2 separate regions of the Capsicum annuum genome follow, and region 1 is linked to region 2. The links are chromatin contacts, called in public Hi-C maps. All regions are on one chromosome and are shown on one strand. Each heading gives the region's core, a stretch centred on a gene start, on an enhancer-like site or on the middle of the called end of the contact. The rest is flanking DNA. Distances are from core to core; before and after follow the strand shown.

Evidence for each region. A called contact is a pair of places that touch in the nucleus more often than the background predicts.
Region 1: a contact with region 2 is called in a Hi-C map of bud, with 3 times the contacts expected there. The contact joins the promoter of LOC107854809 here to the enhancer-like site in region 2. A contact is called at or near these places in 2 of 5 Hi-C or Micro-C datasets (bud and leaf).

What each region holds. Positions count from the first base shown.
Region 1 is chr7:133,446,376-133,449,550 of UCD10Xv1.1, forward strand. It overlaps LOC107854809, which reads right to left and starts at 1,413. Exons shown (of 11, transcript XM_016699808.2): 1 at 1,115-1,413; 2 at 974-1,018; 3 at 827-878; 4 at 668-741; 5 at 469-599; 6 at 236-359. The coding sequence starts at 1,139.
Region 2 is chr7:132,881,207-132,884,132 of UCD10Xv1.1, forward strand. No RefSeq gene overlaps it. Among protein-coding and RNA genes, the nearest start is that of LOC107854043, 9.6 kb to the left of the region's middle. Within about 2 kb of position 1,650, at least 5 of the 5 cell types and tissues checked have an H3K27ac peak or open chromatin away from gene starts, as enhancers often do. A contact at or near this core is called in bud and leaf, where this site is marked.

The sequences.
Region 1 (3,175 bases), core at 163-2,662, 560 kb after region 2:
AGTTGCTAGAGGCAGTTAGTGCGCACTTGTCTATTAGTAGTGAACCAATACACTCACTGTAGTTGAAGTTCTTTTTCCCATTTTGTGAATAACAAAGCAATGGAAATCAGTTGAAACTATCTTCATCTTCTTCTTCGATTACATATGTTTTCATCTTAGTTGTTCAGTAGCCACGGGAGGAACTTGAATTCAACATTTCTCCCCTTAATATAGTTCTTAGAATGTGTGATCAAACCTGAAAACTCCCTTTTGATGGGCAGAGATGATGCATATGTATCTTGCACAGGGAACACAGTTCCTTTGTATTCAACATTTATTGCAGGAACTTTGTCTTGTTTCTTCTTCAAAGCAGATTCTCTCTACCAAATCAACCGAAATATCATCATTATACATAAGCTGATAGGCATCTATATCAGTGAGTATGACTTGAGAATAAACCTTACTAAAGGAACAGTATAGTAATATTACCACATTACGGATTCGGTTGCGCTCATCTTCACTTAGAATGAATTGCAACTTCATATGGACATAATGACCTCCTTCAAGTTGAAAAAAATCATCCCAATAACCCTTCTCAACTATTGATGAAGTCTCAACTTCTGTCAAAGTAGAAATATTTTGTCACAAACCTTTACGGTAGCATCATATTTGGAACATTGAGATATACCTGTACGTGATATCTCATTTCCCTCAGCACCCTCAAGTTTAACAACCAAATTTTCGCGAAATGTCGTTAATGGGCTGCAAAAGAACAATCAAATTCATTAATCATGTTTTACACTGAAAGCATCAAGAATAAAGATAAACAGGATGATTGAATCATTACAATGAGAAATCTCCCTTGTCCCACGTTTGGTACGCACTCTTCCCCATGGAAACTACAAGAAAGCATATGAAACCCCAAATCAATTCGAAATGCAACTATACATACAGCACACACTATAAAAGAAGAAAAGAAAAAGAAAATACTAACCCCATAAGCAAATTGAAGAAGATGAAATATTCTTGAAATCGAACACTGTGTTAAAAAACAAATAACGCCAAACTGAGTTAAAAACCAAAATCATTTTATTGATCTGGAATGCAAATATTAAAAAAGGGAAGCTTTTAGTACCTGAAACTTGGATTGTTCCTGGCATTTTGGAGAATTTGATACTCAAAACTATATTCGGCCAAAAAGCATTATCCCTTCAAGGGTACTACATAATTCAGGGGCACTTTCTTTCAAGTGACAGTGTAAGTGCTGGATAGAAGAGAAATTTTGGTTGGACAGCAGAATCCGGATATGGATGAGCTAAGAAAGATGATTGGGTCCATTAAACTTCTCAAATTCTCACCAAAATCTGTATTTTTGTCTCATCTGAATTCTGAACCACCTTAGCTCTGAGTGAGTGAAACAATCCATTTTGTTTTTTCCCAAGAAATAAAAAAAAATTATATATCTATCTCAATCTATCTATATGTACCTATGTATTTTTGTATCTACATACTTCCTCCTTTCGTACAACTTTTTTTTTCTATTTTATTTTTAATATTAATTACTTTTTAAAATCAATTTCAAAATACAATATATAAACATCATGTAATAGGATATTATGATAAAATAGTTATGTTATTAATTATTTTTTAATGAATGTGTCAACTCAAAATGTGAAAAATAAAATCGAATGAAGAAAGTATTATATATAAAAGAGTTAATACATAAAAATGACCCTAAACTTGACATCAATTATAACTTTGATCTTAACTTTGATAGTTCACAAATAGGACCTTTAACTATTCAAAACTTGAATAAATATGACCTCCGATTTTTTCAATCCCATGTGTGAGTCTCACTCGTGACTACGTAGAAAGGCAATCCAATCACACGGTGTCACGTCGTTAAAAGGGCTGACTTGGAGAGAGGTCATATTTGTGCAGTTTCAAATAGTTAAAGATCATATTTGTGCACTGTCAAAGTTTTATTTTTTGTGTTAAAACGACGTCGTTTTTATTATTATTATTATTATTATTATTATTATTATTATTATTATTATTATTTTATTTATTTCTATAGTAGCAGCACCTAAATTTTTTTAATTTAAAAAAATTATCATTATTATTATTATTATTTTATTTATTTCTATAGCAGCAGCACCTATTTTTAATTAAAAAAAATTATTATTTTATTTATTTTTATAGCAGCAGCACCTAACTTTTTTTTAATTAAAAAAAAATAGTCACTAGCAATGATCGAACCCGCACAGTAGGCTGAAGGAAGCACCCAAGAAGAGCAAATTACACCACTGGGCTATCTAAGTGACTTATTTTATGTGGTTCAACATTAACATACGTACATAAATATACATTTTCTATCTTATATATATACAACGTAATTTTTTTACCGAGGGGGTTCGGATGAACCCCATGGCAACCACGTAGGTCCGCCCCTCGTTAATTTAATAATGATTTAATAACGTTAATTTAATAACATCTTTTAATTACGTGAATTTGATAACGTTAATTTAATATACTACTACTACTATCCTTAATAACATTAACTTAATAACGTTTTATTAAAACTATAATTTTTTTTATTATTAGTATAGTTTCATCTTTAATTTAATATTTAAATAAATAATATTTAGATATATTATATAACTTAAATTCGTCCTCTGCTTTATAATATATATATATATATGTATATATATATATACATACCCGCTCGATTTTTTCGTATGAGGCTGAACCGCCTAATTAATAAATCTTCAATATTGCTCTTTTTCCGTAATGACAAAAGAAATTAGATGTCATTTTCATCTTTGAGCTGAAAATAATGAAAAAATAATAGTGAAGAGTCATTTAAAGGTCATATTTGTGCAGTTTTGAATAGTTAAAGATCATATTTGTGCACTGTCAAAGTTTACGGTCATATTTATGTATTATGCCCTTAGATTTTAAGCTGGACATGCTCAGTTTTACGTGTTGAACACGCATTTTGCCACGTAGGATTGGAGGTAATATTTGTGCAGTTTTGAATAGTTAAAGGTCATATTTGTGCACTGTCAAAGTTTAAGGTCAAAGTTATAATTTGGTGTCAAGTTTAGGGTCATTTTTATTTATTAACTCTATATAAAAATATAAATAATTTTTGCTAAAGGTTGATCGACCTAAATAGTTGTCAAATGTTGATGGA
Region 2 (2,926 bases), core at 400-2,899:
CAATGTCTTCACAAACGTTCTCATTTCATTTTTCAAGTTTGTCATACATCTTTATATCCTCTAATAATATTTAATAATATTTCATTATAATGATCAAGTTTTTTGGGACCTACTTTCAAATTGTGTTGTATTATGTTTCTTATAAAGGTACTAGTGAAGTAAAGCTCGTGCTGTGTGCGGGCCCAATGTTTTGTCAATTCTCAGATAGCTCGCTATTTTTTTTCTCTTTTTTTTTTTGTTAATATTCAATGTACACACATACATAAATTCAACACATAATGCATGGGCCTGGGGGTTCGGCAAAAGAGCAATCTTGAAGTTGGCAATCTCTAATATGTTAAAGAGCATAGACTGTTCTTTTTTGTTTTTATCAGGAAAGCTACTATCAAAAGTACTCCAATACACTTAAAATGTGAGAGACGGAATAGTGAGCAAGCAGACCTAAGTAATCAATGTGTCTTCTGCTTCCTTACAGATTTTCTCCCATAATTCTTCACCGACAACAAAGAAGAAATATAGTAAACTCTACAATGAATTACGCTTCCTTTTTTGGTTGTCATGGTTTGCTGTATCACAGAACATTTTTGTGATTGACTCATTCTGGAACAATTATTGGATGTGTTCCGTACTTTCGTCACCTCTGCCAAAAATCAATCAAATACTTGAGATGAAGATTGTTAAAGGAAAAAAATAATGAGAATTTAATCCCCTGTAGAAAGAAATAATTTTACCAAATAAAAATTAGAAGCCAATAATAATTGTTGATGGATATGATACACCTCACCAGCCATAAAATATAAGTGCACGTTCTCAGAAGCTCTTTTGCTTTCTTATGGTTGTCGATGAAGTATCTCTTGAGCTTATCAAGACTAATGTTACTGTTAGAGAGAACAACGAAGGGGGAGAATGGGTTGGTATCTGGCGTTTGATTTTATTGAAACATCCTCCATATGATGAACCCAGAAGGAATGGAAAAGTTCCCAAAATATTAACCTACAGATTATTTCCTCAAGCACAGTACAGTGTCTGGATTGATGGTAAGATGGAGCGGATAGTTGACCCATTGCTATTACCTGAAAGGTATTATAATAATTGTCCGATTATTGAATTTTACTGGAAGAGTATTTGCTCAAGTAGTAATCGGTAGATTCCGGACTTGCTTAGCCTTGTACATTAATTTCTGTTTTGTTAATCCCTTCTTAAAATTTACCCAAACAAAGAAAAGTTCACTTTGTTTAGAACGTATTGAATCTTGATTAAGCATGATTAGTAAAATGAAGATGATTAAGAAAGAATGTAAAATGTGTGTTCACAAGGCAAATGTAAAATTTAGCAGAATGAAGGAAACAAATTTCAGGATACACGAACCTGAAGTAAACAAAGACTTGTTCCTCTCAGAAGAAGATTGCGAAAGAATGCCAAATATGTGCAGAAATGATACATCTATTATAAACATTCACGAAAGGAACTGCATGACTGTACGACCTGGTTTAGGGGGTGCTACAGGAGGTTTAATTATTGGTCTCAGCATATCCATGATTGCATTGCAGCAAAGGAGGGACGCTTCCATGGTTCTCTGCAACATTATCACAAGTAACTTAAAAGTGCACATCAAAGGAAACCAAAAGTTCATGTGACTAAACTATGGAAGAACATAAGCAACATACTTGGCCCAGCAAGCCTAAATAATGCTTGCCACTTGAGGAATCAAGTTACGTGGAATTTTGAATCGTTTCCTCAGTAGACCTTCTGCACATTCTCCACATGGAGATTTTTCAGTGGCCATGTGAGGAACCTTTCTAGGCATTCACGCAGGTCCTTTAGAATTAATCAACCATATTAAGCTTCGAAAAAGGGACTAAAAATAAATTAAACTTGGGAAAACACTAAGCAATTCAAACAGGAAAAAAGAAAATACTTGCCTCATACCTTCAAAGACGAAAGCGAAGATGCAGCTGAAACATCTTGCAACCTATAGAAACCAATATCATAAGACATACTACCATCAACTTTAAAGAGTCTGAAGTTCCTATTTGATGATTGGCCTGGCTTTTGATACTCATTGAACAATGCAAAATACACATCACCAACATTTTTTTTTGGCCTCTAAGGGGTTCTTTTCCTCTTGGCGAGCCTTTTACGCAGATTGTAATTATATGTTCTAGCATTACTTGGTGTGGCCGTGGGTTCATTATCCTCCCCATCAGAGGCCCAGCCTGTTTCAATAACTACGACTTCCATTTTTCTGAAACCAGCATCCTTTAGAATTACATACGCTGCATCAATCTGAGCATCAAGCAAGTTATCATAATGAAGATGAGTTCTATTGTAAACAATTCCCTTATTTGGCTAAAAAAGAACATAATTGTCATGACCCGAATCAGGGCCAAGTCGTGATGGGTATCTCAAGCCCATCATGGGCCAAAGACCACCCCCATAGTCTAACATCCAGAACATAATAAATGAATACAACGAAAGACAACCAAACATGATGATACGAAGAATAAATAAGCCAACTGAAAACTAAGAGTCAAAACAATAACCAATCCACACTTACCCACAAAAGCCTCTAAAATCAGAATATCAAAGCCTCTAAAATCAGAATATCAAACTAAGTCGGGACATGCCCTCGACTATGACAAATATAACCCAAAAGTACTGAAACAATAGGGAAACCAGCCAAATGACAGGGCCTTCCGAAAGATGGAGGTTCACCACTTCACAGCAGATCCACAGGAATACCAAATCACCTAATGCTACACAGGAGCAACAGGAAAACCTTCGGATCCTACATCATGAAATGATATAGCATCTAGGGACGGTCAGTGGAGTGAGCACTTGCATGTAACTCAGGGATAGGGATAAAATAATGTAAGTACCAAAATCCAGTCATAAACCATATGCACCACATTTATATACATGTATA